Linked DNA regions of Pan troglodytes: regions 1 and 2 are each linked to region 3. A link is a contact called in public HiChIP or PLAC-seq data. All regions are on one chromosome and are shown on one strand. Each heading gives the region's core, a stretch centred on a gene start, on an enhancer-like site or on the middle of the called end of the contact. The rest is flanking DNA. Distances are from core to core; before and after follow the strand shown. Region 1 holds the start of TMEM267 (transmembrane protein 267). Region 2 holds the start of ZNF131 (zinc finger protein 131). Region 3 holds the start of HMGCS1 (3-hydroxy-3-methylglutaryl-CoA synthase 1).

Evidence for each region. HiChIP or PLAC-seq counts read pairs in DNA pulled down with a chosen protein or histone mark.
Region 1: a contact with region 3 is called in an H3K4me3 HiChIP or PLAC-seq map of stem cell-derived excitatory neurons, with 3 times the contacts expected there. The contact joins the promoter of TMEM267 here to the promoter of HMGCS1 in region 3. A contact is called at or near these places in 1 of 7 Hi-C or Micro-C datasets (stem cell-derived neural progenitor cells) and 1 of 1 datasets of contacts at active chromatin or transcription factors (stem cell-derived excitatory neurons).
Region 2: a contact with region 3 is called in an H3K4me3 HiChIP or PLAC-seq map of stem cell-derived excitatory neurons, with 5 times the contacts expected there. The contact joins the promoter of ZNF131 here to the promoter of HMGCS1 in region 3. A contact is called at or near these places in 1 of 7 Hi-C or Micro-C datasets (stem cell-derived neural progenitor cells) and 1 of 1 datasets of contacts at active chromatin or transcription factors (stem cell-derived excitatory neurons).

Annotation. Positions count from the first base shown.
Region 1 is chr4:69,301,417-69,305,945 of NHGRI_mPanTro3-v2.0_pri, forward strand. TMEM267 (transmembrane protein 267) reads left to right here and starts at 2,760. Exons shown (of 3, transcript XM_009449205.5): 1 at 2,760-2,893. It overlaps LOC104006458, which reads right to left. Exons shown (of 5, transcript XM_063811807.1): 2 at 2,712-3,430. The coding sequence ends at 2,960. It overlaps C5H5orf34 (chromosome 5 C5orf34 homolog), which reads left to right. Exons shown (of 12, transcript XM_009449209.5): 12 at 1-303. The coding sequence ends at 94.
Region 2 is chr4:69,674,505-69,679,214 of NHGRI_mPanTro3-v2.0_pri, forward strand. It overlaps ZNF131 (zinc finger protein 131), which reads right to left and starts at 1,518. Exons shown (of 7, transcript XM_009449220.5): 1 at 1,297-1,518; 2 at 246-384. The coding sequence starts at 369.
Region 3 is chr4:69,481,672-69,486,338 of NHGRI_mPanTro3-v2.0_pri, forward strand. It overlaps HMGCS1 (3-hydroxy-3-methylglutaryl-CoA synthase 1), which reads left to right and starts at 1,879. Exons shown (of 10, transcript XM_016953343.3): 1 at 1,879-2,236.

The sequences.
Region 1 (4,529 bases), core at 1,510-4,009, 180 kb before region 3:
AGAAGTTAATGAAAATAGAGTATCAATAGCATTGAAAAAAACCTCTGAAATCCTTCACGATATTGACTGTCTTCTATCAAACTCTAAAAAGTGAAAAATGGAATTATTACAACATATTATTAAAGTTTAAGGATGTTGTTTCAAGTGACTGGTATAAAATTACTAGTAAGCCAAGATATTGTACGTATTACCCCTGCACAATGATTGTGAAAGAACTGACATTTAACTTTGAAGGTATTTTTAACTTGTACATTTTTAAAATATGTATTTATATCTTAATAATAAATAACTATTTCGAAGTTTTGAACGTGTCACATTTAATTCTTATTTCAGATTAACAAGAAAAAAAATTGTAACATTATAAAGTTGTTGCTGTTTTTATCTTGTGGAGCATTCACTATTAATCTTCAGGTTTTTTCATTTTGTTTGTTTTTACTATTTGAGATACGGTCTTGCTTTGTCACCCAGGCTGCAATGCAGTGGTGCAATCATAGCTCACTGCAGCCTTGAACTTGTGGGCTCAAGGGATCTTCCCACCTCAGCCTTCCGAGTAGCTGGAACCACAGACATGTACCACCACGCCTGGCTAATTTAAAAAAATTTTTTTTGTAGAGACAGGAATCTCCCTATCTTGCCCAGGCTGGTCTTGAACTCCTGGCTTCAAGCTATCCTCCTGCCTCCGTTTCCCAAAATGCTGGAATTACAGGTGTGAGCCACTGCACCCAGCCTCTTTTTTTTTAATATGCAGAATTGTGCATTTGTTCACTTGCTATTTGGTCCCTTTACTCCAAGTATTTTTCAGTAGAGCTATGAGACAAGAACTAGATCTCAAAAACAAAAAAGGAGACAAGCAACATTGTAAACTAAAAATCAGGCACTTTGGCAAAGACTGTATCTAAACTGTCTCATGAACCAGATACTTTCTTTTGAACACAGGAAAAGATTTATGCTGCAAAGTGTTTAACAGAAATGAGCTCACCAAAAGTGCTATTTATTATAAGCTTGTCTATTAAGAACAAAACCACATATCTATAATGACGTCAAGATTACACCAAACACAACCAGAAATGTTCTAATTTTCTGATTTCTATAAAAGACCTGGCTCTTCAAATAAACGGGAAGCAGTAACAGAGAAAACGAGAAAAATGGGGAGAAGAGTGTAGATCAGGAATGATAATGTCAGTAAGTTAAAGGGGCACAATGCCTTTTTTTTTTTTTTAGTTCCTCTGACACTGGATTCCTTCACATTTCAATTCTCAAACAAGTACCATTTCCTCAAAAGGGCCTTCCTTACTACCTGACTAAAGTTAGCATCTCCCAAGTCTATTACATCACCCTATTTACTTCCTTTATAGTACTTATTACAATCTGTCTAGCTTGTTTCCTTGTGGCTCACACCCTCCACTAGAACTTGAGCTCCATAGTCATTCTGTAGCACACTGAGAGCACTCTGTTTGTATAAATGAATCAGTAAGCTGGGCACAGTGGCTCACGCCTGTAATCCCAACACTTTGAGAAGCCAAGGAGGGGGGAACACTTGAGCCCAGGACTTCAACACCAGCCTGGGCAACATAGCGAGATGCCCATCTCTACAAAAAACTTAATTACCTGCACGATGGCATGTGCCTGTGGTCCCAGCTACTCCAGAGGCTGAGGCCGGAGAATCCCTTGAGCCCAGGAGGTCAAGGCTGCAGTGAGCTATGATTGCACCACTGCACTCCAGCCTGGGTGACAGAGGGAGACCCTGTCTCAAAAAAAAAAAAAAAAAAAAAAAAAAGGAATAAACATCTACAGGCAGTAGACCGACTACAGAGAAAAGAACTACTATTACATTGTTTGGGTTTGCATGAAGCCATCTATGTTGTTCCTCAATAGCTCCATAAAGCCTAGATTATAAGACTTTGTACCACACTGCCAAAAGGGTAATGCCAAATTATTACTGCATTCAGAAGGAGAAAATTTGTCCTTAACATGGCTAAAAGCACTCAAAATTATAAATACATTTGCTGAGAGATACTTTAAATTCTCATTTAAGGTGTGTGTGAGTTAAAAGGTGTTTAATTTTCCCTGTCAGTTGGGTCTTTTACATTGGCTAAGAACCAAGACTGTGACAAGAAATGAGTTCTATGATTGAGAAACTCTAAGATTCTGGGGGTGGCCTAGGAGTTTACTTTGAGATTGAAATTTATTTTCTATGGTCAACTGTATAATTACGATGATACCACCCCTTGCTTTCCATCTGACACTTGGTTTGAGAAACTGTAGGTAGGAAAGGGAAAGAAGAATGTCCCTCCTTGGGCCTCTTCTTTTGGGCCTGTGCTTCCTAGAGTCAAATGTCAAGCTGGTATTTCCTTGGTGCTAAGAGCAACCACCACTCTGAGGCAGAGACGGGATGGGACCTAGCCAAAGTCCCAGTAAACAAACTGTATCTTGTAAGCGCAATTTAATTAGGGTCAAACTATTCTGTATGGACTTGCTTTTTCGACTTCTGAGGATTCAGTAGTCATGATTAAGTGTTGTCACGCTACTGCGATCTACAAACAGTAGCTCCACAACATCCGCCCGCATCGTGGCAAAGAATTATCAAGAAATCCCCAAGGGGGCGGTGAGGAGCCGCCGGTCGGCCAGGTCGCCCGGTCCCTCAGTCTGGTGAAAAGCTCCGTTGCCCACCCTGAGGGCTTCGCGGAAGGAAGTTGGCCGTATCGCTGCACCTTAGAGATGCGACGGCCGAGGCTCCCAGCTCAAGCTTCTGGTAGTAAGGCCTGTATGCCTGGCATTCGGGGAGGCCACTTTTCTATCCCCAGCTTCCGGGCCACCACTTGGGTGCGTCGTGGGGATGTCGGCAGCTACGTTTGCGGCACAGCTCCGGCTAAACTGAAAAACGAATCCTCAGGTTTGACAAAACTAAACTAAAAAGGCACTTTTCTCCTCTCACTCTGACGTCCCAAAAGTTTCCTTTTTAGGGGTCGGGGCCTACGGTGGGCGAGGAGAAACTCGAGGTATCTACCCACCGCACCAAACAGAACTCAAGCGTCGCTTCCTTTCGACTTGGAGCTGGCCAGTATCCCGGCGTCCTCTCGGCCGACGCTGCGGTCTGAAGCCACTCTGGCCGGCAGCCGACGTCTCTATGGCTCCGACCGAGGGGCGGAGGAGAGGGGCGGGGCCGCTGCTCGAGCTGCTGCTGGATTGAACTCAGAGAAGCCGGAGTGGGTACGGCTGAGCCGCTGCGTGGGACTGAGGGGAGGGGGCCGGGTGGACGCCGCGGAACTGCGTCCTGAGGTGGGAGACCGGAGGTGGGGACCACTGAGTCTGATGTCTGGAGGGTCCGGTTGCGGGTCGGAGGGCGTGCTGGAACAGCCGCCACGCGGGAGCCAGGAGCCTCCTGGGTGCGTGTGACCCACGAGCCGGCACCGTCCCGCGGCCCTGGGGTCTGCGAGGAGCCCTGGCGCCGCCCTCCGGCTTCGCGCTTTTTCTAGATCCCTAGAACCCCAGCCCTCCGCCTGCGCTCCGCGCCCCTGGCCTTTTTCTGGCCCAGGGTAGGGTTCCGGGAGTCGTGCCGAAGGAGCCCATTGCCGTCCTTAACCGGTTGTAAGAGCCTTTCGTGCCCCGGAGCCTTTGAGGCTTGAATGCTGAGAGTGTGACATGGTCCTTTCCCTGCAGCCTGGCCCATTTTTTTAAATGACATTTAAAAAATTGTTGCATCACACCAGACTCAGAAAAGGATGTCTGGGAACTTCTGAGGCTTGAAACATGTTGAAATACAGAATTTTGTTTTATTCGTAATGGGCATAGGAACTAAACATTTTAAGTGCAGACATCTGATGGCTATAAAAAGTTTCAGTGAAAGTAAGCAAGATTTGTGTTTCCTTTCTTTGTCAGTTAGTTGCATCAGATTTGGCATCTGCTTTTGATATTTTTCCATTAAAGAAATGAAATATATTAAGTTTACAGCAACTACAGTTCAGTGAAGAAGACTTACTGGTAAAGCATAATAAAGGCGGTTTCTGGAATTTGGACCGTGTTTTGACCTTGGGTTTTTGCATATAATGTGTAAGGTTGGTGGGGAAGAGGGAAAGTTAAAACAGATGACACTTACTTAGAGAATGTATCAGCTCTTATTTGTTTTGACAGAAATAATGTCTAAGAGATTATTAGCAAACAATACATGATAGCGTATAATTAAAGTGACCAGCTAATTATATGTTTGTGGAATTCAGGAAGGAGAAAAGTACTGCTATGTATACTCTGAAGGCCCCAAAGTTAGTGGTATTTGCTATAAGGGGGATGGGGTGTGACAAAGTTTGGCCATTGCAGAAAGTGGCTTCTGCGAGTCATAGGGAGGAATTTATAATATGTCAGTTATGTCAGAGAAGCTATCCCAAACAGTATCTTTAGTTCATAGGCTGAGGATTTATTATGTGATTATCCCTTGTATTAGTAAAATGGAATATTTTTTAAATACCTTGAGCACACTGGATTTTTAAGCATGACAAGTTTAAAAGAGATCACTACTCTTAAGCAACCTTATC
Region 2 (4,710 bases), core at 268-2,767, 190 kb after region 3:
TTAAAATGAGATGAACACCAGACTACGTGGAAGGCATGACTGACCAACCAGCCTTCTGCAGCACGCTGTGTGAGTAGACACTGACAAGTGCAATCTGGTCCCAGTGCACGCACTCTGCAGACTTTGGTAGGGAGACCATAGAGGATGGGTTTAAAAAAAAAAAAAAAAAAAAAAAAGGCGGGTGTCCGAAGGACAGAAAAAAACTGAAGCCAAAAATTCGCTCCTCTGCCCACTGCCCTACCCACCGTCGACAATTAGGGTGATGTCAGTAAACCGGTCCTGCTCTCGCTGTTCATTCAATCGGTCGAGGATCATTTTATGATGTTCAGGGAACTCCTGAAGGCATTCCATCGTCTCTTCAGCCTCCATGGCCGTCGGGCTGCTCTACAAAAGAGCATGATAATGTACACCCATGAGCTCGAGCCGAGGAACAAAACCCCTAAAGCATAAAACAACAACAAAAAAACCCAGCAACGTGAAAAGAAGGGGGGAGGGTGAAGCAAGAGGAGAGAAAGACGAGGGAAGAAAGGCGAGCCGAGCGGCCCCGGCGCGTTAAGACCGGAGCCGCGGCCGCGGGACTCCGAGCCTGACCTAATTGGAGTCGGGAGACGCGAGCTAGAGCGGGGTGGGCACAGCGCCGGAGGTTCCGAGCGCCAGGGCGCGCAAGTCCAACAAGGGAGGGGACTCGACAGCCGTGGCGGTCCTCTAACGGCCCGCCAAGCCCTTCTGCCCGGCCGGGGCTCCCACCGCCCCGGGACCCGGTCCGGCCCGCGACCCACAACGACTCTCGGGTCGCCTCTCCCTCCCCCGCCCTCCCTCTTCTCCCCCGCCCCGACCGGGCCGGCACTCACTGAGGGAAGGAGGAGCGGCCCAGGCTTGCGCGTCACTTACGTCGACGCACACCGTCACCGCGTCGAGCTCCGGCTGACGCGGACGCCTTCCGGGCGCCGACCAGCAAGGGAACGGGCCACGCCCCTACCCACACCCCTCAGTGGATGGGCGGGGCCGAGCGCGGGGATTTGGCGCTCACGAAGGGCGAGAGCTTGCTCTCTGAGAAGAAACCGGGCAGCGGTGGGCTTGGGCTAGTGCAGGGCCTGGCAGGGCCAGAAGCTGGGAACCTAAGTCGTTGCCCTTCAACCTCTCACCCTCCCCAGCTTGACTCCAGGGGCGGACACTTCCCGACCCGAGCCCGGAATGAACTCGCCAACCGTCCTCACAGCCCAGCTACTGCGCGGCCCCTCCCGCCCCGTCCTGCCCCGCCCCCTTCCTTCCGAGACCTGGGTTGGCCCGCCTTACCTAGCTCGTGGGTCGCCCTCCTTCCTCTCCGTCCCTCAGAGCCTCTTGTTCCGTGCTTTCCCCTCCCAGGGCATAATGCGCCCCACGCCGTTCCTGACCCCTAACCCGTGGGTCGCCCTCCATTTTCTTCGTGAGAGCCGGGGCTCCCCTTCTGCTCGGGCCCCGCTGGCGCACGTGCGTTCGGTTGGGCACTCGGGCGGCCGCGGCCCCGGCAGCGGCAGCGACGGGCGCGAGCACGTTCGGGCCGCCCGGAATCTTCCTCCGCGAAGCGCGCCCTCCCCGCGCCCTGCCGCAGCACGTGCTTGCTGGGCTCAGGACCGGGAGCTGCTCAGAATTATTTACACCGGATCCCGTTAGTGCAGGCCTTCCCCACTCCTTTAAAGAGTCCAGGCCGGCGCGGTGGCTCGTGCCTGTAATCGCAACACTTTGAGAGGCCTGGGCGGGTGGATCACATGAGGTCAGGAGTTCGAAACCAGCCTGGGCAACATGGCGAAACCCCGTCTCTACTAAAAATACAAAAATTAGCGGGGAATGGTGGTGGGCGCCTGTAATCCCAGCTATTCGGGAGGCTGAGGCAGGAGAATAGCTTGAAGCGGGGAGGTGGAGGTTGTAGTGAGCTGAGGTAGTGCCACTGCATTCCAGCCTGGGCGACAGAGCGAGACTCCGTCTCAAAAAAAAAAAAAAAAAAAAAAGTCCAGTGACCCACAGTCAGCTGCATGTGACTGCTTCCTTAATTCCTCCAAAGAAATATTATATATAAATACATTTTGAGGATAATTCTATAATTGAGATTTACTTATTTTTTTCTCTCAAAGAACTTGAGAATTGGGATTACGGAGGAACTCAAATAGCTATATGGTAATAATGTAATCATAACTTCAACAGATATGTATTGAGAATCCTAGTACTAGACACTGAGAAGTCCAGCTGTGAACAAGGTATATGTGGTTTCTGCCTTTCTGAATCTTAAGTCTAGTAGACTGCATAGATATTTTGAACAGTAATTGCCTCGGTGCTTACTGATGAGTTTTGCAACACCTGAACAAGTAACTGGGTGTCAAGGAAAGCCAGTTGACCTGTAAGAAGAGATGTGGGCGGGCGCGGTGGCTCACGCTTGTAATCCCAGCACTTTGGGAGGCCGAGTTGGGGAGGAGGAGTTCAGCCCAGGAGTTTGAGGCCAGCCTGGGCACATAGCGAGACCCCATCTGTATTAAAACAAAAAATGTTTTTAAGTGATGTGAAGTCTAAGTGTTCTTAGCCAACAGTATAGCACATGCAAAGGCACCAAGATTATAGCATTCAGGAAACTGAAACAAAATGTTGCTGGATAGACGCACAAGGGTGCCTTATAAAAAGTGTTGAAGATGTCAGATTTTCTTTTTGCAAGGGGAAGCCTTGCCGCATGGTGACATCCTAAGATTTACTTTTTAAAGAGATAATTCTAGCCCCAATATGGAGAACAGATTAAATGGGACAAGCTGCTAGGAATAGAGATCAACTGGGAGACTGTTAGTAATGTGGATGAAACCATGGGGGGAAATGGAATTAGAGAGCTGGTCAGAATCTAGAGATAGGCTGGGCGCAGTGGTTCAGGCCTGTAATCCCATCACTTTGGGAGGCCCAGTCGGGGAGGATCGCTGGAACCCAGGTGTTCAAGACCAGCCTGGGTGACATGGTGAAACATCGTCTCTACAAAATACAAAAAAATTAGTGATGGTGTGCACCTATTGTTTCAGCTACTTGGAAGACTGGGGTGGGAGGATCGCTTGAGCTCAGGGAGGTTGAGGCTGCAGTGAGCTAAGATGGTGCCACTTCACTCCAGCCTAGGCAACAGAGTGAGACCCTGTCTCAAAAAAAAAAAAAAAAATCTAGAGATAGAACCAACATTGGCTGTAAAGCATGCCATAGATACTCGATAAATATTGCTGGATATATTGGTGACAAGGGAGAAGGAATAGTCAAAGATGGCTCCTGGATTTCTGGCTTGAGCCAGTAGATTGTTGGCACCATCTACCAAAATAGGAAATACAACTGGCGGAGCTGGATGGGGAGAGAGGATGGAACCAGAGGTGTTATTATAAGGAGATAATGTTAGAGGCCCTTGGATATATGGGCCTACATATAGTTTAGGGAAAAAGACTAACCGTACAGATAGAGATTTGCAAGTTTACAGCATAAAAGGAATATTGAAGTGTTAAGAATAGATGGGATTGTTTAAAGAGAGTCTGCAGGAGTGATAGGCTAGCTGCTTGTAGATTGAATTGGTGTTTTAAAATATTATCATCAGCTGGTGGCTCATGCCTGTAATCCCAGCACTTTGGGAGGCCGAGGTGGGTGGATCATGAGGTCAGGAGTTTGAGACCAGCCTGACCAACACGGTGAAACCCTGTCTTTACTAAAAATACAAAAATTAGCCGGGCATGGTGGCATGCGCCTGTAATCCCAGCTACTCGGGAGGCGGAGGTTGCAGTGAGCTGGGACCGTGCGACTGCACTCCAGCCTGAGCAACAGAGCGAGACTCTGTCTCAAAAAAAAAAAAAAAATAAGCTGGGCGCAGTGGCTCACGCCTGTAATCCCAGCACTTTGGGTGGCTGAGGCAGACAGATCACGAGGTCAGGAGATTGAGACCATCCTTGCTAACACGGTGAAACCCCGTCTCCACTAAAAATACAAAAAAATTAGCCGGGCATGGTGGCAGGCACCTGTGGTTCCAGCTACTGGGAAGGCTGAGGCAGAAGAATGGCGTGAGCCGAGATCGTGCCACTGCACTCCAGCCTGGGTGACAGAGCAAGACTCTGCCTCAAAAAAATAAATAAATATAAAATAACACATAAATTAAATTAAATATTATCATAATTGTTATTATTCACACAGCCCGCCACCATGCCTGGCTAATTTTTTGTATTTGTAGTAGAGATAGAGTTTTGCCATGTTGGCCAGCCTGGTCTCGAACTTCTGACCTCAGGTGATCGCCTGCCTCCGCCTCTCAAAGGGCTGGGATTACAGGCATGAGCCACCGTGCCTGGCCACGGTATTTCTTAAGATGAAGAAATTGGACACAAAAATAGGCTTTTTGGAAATTCCAGTATATAGGACCGCTCTTCTTTTACAGCAATTGAATTTAACCAAATGGAGAACCCTTTTCTACATAGGATTTGAGCTGTCCAGTTCACTATAATCCCCACCAATTTCTAATGTTTTAGACTCAGCTATCATTCATTTTCCTTATTTGCTTAGTCCCTGAAGGCATTTGAGTTTGGGACTCCTAGTCTATAGGGTCAGAATGGAAGAGAGTGTAGGACTTTTTATCTAAAAAGTATCAATGTTTATGGATTGAGTAGAAAAGGAAGAAGCTGAAAGGACTGAGTATTGCAGCTGAAGAAAGATGGAAAACTGGAAGAGTATGACATCAAT
Region 3 (4,667 bases), core at 629-3,128:
TCTGATTACCTACTCCAACCTGACTCATTCTCCACCTTGACTCATTCTGATTACGTACTCCATCTTGACTCATTCCAATTCATTCTTCACCCTGACTCATTTCATAACCATTTTTCCGCCATCACTGTCTTTAAATTAGTCCATCGGAATTAGTTTAGCCTTTGCAGTCTAACCCTAGCCAATAAGGCAACGACAGAGCAGTGGGGACCACGTGCGTCAGGAATAAGAACCCCTTTCCCTCCCTCGTCCAAGTGTGCACTCACCATTGCTCCATCTGTAAGGGTGCATCCTTCTATAGAAGTACCTTGCCTTGCTGAGAATTAAAAAGAAAATTTTATATTCGACTGCTATTTCTTTTGCGGCATGGAAACTTTATTTATAACAAGATCTTCTGTATCTAATTACTAACTCTTTTTGTTCTCCATTGTTTGGCTTCCCAGTAATCAATAATCATGCTCACTTTGCTTAATTGAAGATTAACATGATCAAAAAGACGGTCTGTTCCTTGTAGAAATTTCCGGTTGTGTAAGATGGTCATTCTCATGACCGTCTGGCTAATCATTTCCCATTGTGTACTCCTGGAGTTGGAATTATTTGCGATTCCTAACGACAAAACTGTATCTTCTTTCTTGTGTTTGTCCTTACTGCCTTTCAGCATATTCCAATATGCCAAGAATTTTAATCTCCTACCTCACCCCAAATTGCTGTTGATCATAATCAGGCAATGTCTCTCTCTCTCTGTTTACTATCTAGTTACTTTACATACATATGAAATGAGTCATGGGCAATACTGTGGAATGGAAATCATTACTGAGTGGTCCTCTTCCCCCAAGTCATTTATGCCACCACTTCATAGTGGTTCCATTTCCAATATATTTTGCCACTTTGCTGCTGAGAATGTGTCTTACTAGGTTAGCATCTATAGTGGTTAAAAAAACTCCCATAACAATAATTGTGTGAATCACAGAATTACCAATGACCCCTTATCAATAGCATTCCTGTTAATTAAATTGAGATGGGGAGAGATACAAACAACTCCGAACCTCACTCATAGTCCCCCACCAAAGCTAAGTATTATGGCTTCTCTCTCTGACTAGATAGAGGCAGAGTTTATTGCAAAGCCACAAGTGTCCTCCTTTGGATTCCCCCAAATAGTGTTTCAGTGAATTCCTCTAGCTTGAATTGCTCCTATTTGCTGGGGGAGTTAGGCAGTCCATATCCGATGGATTTACTATGCCGACAATTACGTGGCCTTTCCACAGCCTTTTATTTGGCAGGTACCACATATGAAGCTTAGAAGATACAGTGGGCAACAGGCCAAATGGAGTCCCTTTCCTCAGAGTGCATGGCCTGGCAAAAATCCTTGAATTCAGTATCAACTTCCCTTCAAAGGCAAGGCTCTGCACCCTCCCCACGGATGCCTAATCCTGAAACCATTTTGTTTTAGGTTTAATTAGAAAGCTTTGTCTCAAGAGCACTTTTGTTTGTTCTGTTTTTTTTAAGTCAAGGTAGTTTTGAATGAAGGAGACAATATTTGAGTATTTACAAATCGGGTATTTAGAATATTTACACATATACAAGTTCTGGGTGAAGTATTCTGCTCCAATTTGCAATCTAGGCACACTTTGCTAGAAAACGTTAAGACTGAATTCAAATCAAGTACAGTATTTCAGAAATCTTTCAGGTGAAGCCTAGTTCTGGTTGCTAGGCAACCTGACAGACTCCCAAGCTGGGACCACCTCGCCTCCCACATTTGACCATCTCTCCAGCGGTGGGACGCGGAGTACCCATTGGCCCGCATCTCCTCTCACTTAGTCCCAATTGGTCGGAGAACCTCTCACTCCGCTCCCGTTGGCTCTCGCCGTATCTCGCAGCTCCGTCATTGGCAACTGGGCTCTCGTGCCACCGCACGTCAGTCTCTCACACCACTTCCTCGGCCCTGAGACTTTGTCCCCGCCCCTTCTCCCCGCCCTTCCAGCCACGAGGGAAAATCCTAGCGAGTCATGGCCTCTAGTTTCCTTTTGATTGGTAGAAGCCGGACTGGGGGGCGGGCGCTGCCGGGCAACTCTACCGGCCGCGATTGGCTGCTGGAGCCACCGTCCCGCCTCCCAGCGACTCTCGGCGGTGCCGGAGTCGGGTGGGTTGGCGGCTATAAAGCTGGTGGCGAAGGGGAGGCGCCGCGGACTGTCCTTTCGTGGCTCACTCCCTTTCCTCTGCTGCCGCTCGGTCACGCTTGGTGAGTGTCCCGCGCTGGGGAGTAGAGCTGGGCTGCGGAGGTGCCGCGAGCGGGGTGTGGGCCAGACAGAGGCGGTGTCCTTGACTAGGCCCGAAGGAGCTGGGGCTCTGGGTCAGGACGTAGGCGTGGACTTTGCCCGGGAGGATGGGGCACCGTGAGCGGGGCCGGGCGGGGGTTCCCTCGTGAGGGACCTGAGGCCGACCGTAGCGGATCTGAGAAGATCCGAGAACACAGGCGAGTCGCGGAGGGGAGAACGCGAGAGGGCGTTGAGGTCTAGGTGTTCTAACGACATAGGAGTTGGAGGTGCCAGAGAGGCAGCTGTGACCGCCTAGAGGTGAGTGGGGGGTGTCAGGAGGGGGAGAAAAGACAGTTGGGCTACCAAGGCGTTTCCAGAGCGTTGGTTAAGGGTGGACGCCAAAGGATGGGTAAGATCCTCTTTAGACGGAGGCTGGTAGGTTCGCAGGGGGTGTGTCCTGCTGCCACATATAGAGTTGATGGAAAGAAGGGAAGTGGGTAGCATTACTTTTCTTCCTCAGCTCAGGTGCAAGAAAGCGTTCACAACCGTGATTTAGACCTGGCTAAGTACTGGGGCTCAGTCTGTACTTGCTTCAAATCTCATAGATCACTGCCTCCCGCCTTCCTGCCTCCATATTTTTTTTTTTTTTTTTGTCTACGTTTTAAAGAATAGGCTTCCTTGGTGTTCTGAAATCCCACATCTCTCTCCTGCTAATACCTTCGGGACCAGCTTTAGGTGATACAGTGTAATGGGCAGGCACTCACAGAGTCCTCCCACAAATAGGTTTTGGATTAAGCTAAGGATATTTCAAAGCAAGTATATGGAGTCTTTGAAAACCCACGTCTGGCCTTGACCAGTGGTAGAGAAACGATTATTCTGATCCACTCTGGAGGAGGGATTTGGGGAACAAATAATGTGAGGTTGTGCCTGTTTGTCATGCTTGTCCCTGTGGCCTTAGCCTTAAGGCATCAGTAGCTGCTTTCACTGCTCACCTCTGCTGCAGCTCCCCACCTTCCCGAGGATGCTCTTGCCACCTGCTGCAGTAGGATGATGTGTTCTGGCTGCTGCTAACTAACATTTGCTCTGTTTTGAGGCATGAATATGAAAAACAATGACAAGATAAACAACAAAATTAAGACAAATGGAAGTGCTCCTAGAGTTAACATTTTTCCTTCTGAGATGTGTTTTGGACTTTATTGCACAGATACTATTAGATGAGAGGCAGTTGAAAGTCATTAACATTATCCGTGTCAGTAGTTCTTTGCACTTGAGACACCTAAGCAGCTTGTGTTCCTTAAACTTTATTTTAAAATTGCAATTATTTTTGTGTGAAGAAGGGGGCAGGGATAGCATACCTTATGGGAAGAGAGAAAGGCTTTCTTTGTGTCTACTTTTGTAGATATTTCTCACCTAAGTTTGTAAGTTTGCCCTTTATTCGGTTTTACTTTAGTTCAGCTCAATTCTGGTATAATCATCAGTAACCCCAGCACTCAGAAGGTCTGACTTACGCTGTGGGGAGGGAGTGTAAAAGGATATTTTATGTTTGGAGCCGTAGGCCACGTCATTTGGGCCTTGTTTTAATTTTGTTTTTCATCTTAAATATCCCTCCAGATTGCTTTTACATCTTGTTTCTTTTAACTGTGGATTGATTTTGAGATTTTGACTTAGATTTTAGATAGCTTTTCTCAGAAGAAATAAATGCAAAAACCCGATATTGTTGTAACATCAGTTTCCTGTGTCCTCTAGAATCATTTAAAACCTGGTTGGATCTTCCATAATCCAGTGGAATTGGATATGAGATGTAGCTGGAGAAGTTGGTTTTGCTACGTATCAGACTCTCCAATTAGTTTCATTTAGAAAGGAATATAGCCTTATAATTTTATGCTGGGTTACCGTGGAACCAAATATCATAGAAGGATGTGTGATATTTTTATGTTTTTCAAGAAGGTAGTATAGATTTAAAAGGTGGGATACATATTACCTGTCCTAATGATAGGACTAGATTTTTTTTTTTTTTTTTTTTTTTTTTTGAGACAGAATCTCACTCTGTCGCCCAAGCTGGAGTGCCGCAGCGTGATCTCGGCTCACTGCAACTTACGCCTCCCAGGTTCAAGTGATTCTCCTGCCTCAGCCTCCCGAGTAGCTGGGACTACCGGCATGTGCCACCACACCCAGCTAATTTTTTTTGTATTTTTAGAAGAGATGGGGTGTCACCATGTTGGTCAGACTGGTCTTGAACTCCTGACCTCAAATGATCCATCCGCCTTGGCCTCCCAAAGTGCTGAGATTACAGGCGTGAGCCACCATGCCTGGCTAGAACTAGATTCTTAATGTCTTCATCCTAATGCATGGCGTGTGTTGATGTTCACTTAATGTCTGTCAACTGAGTGTAGTTACACCAGTAGCGGAGAGGCT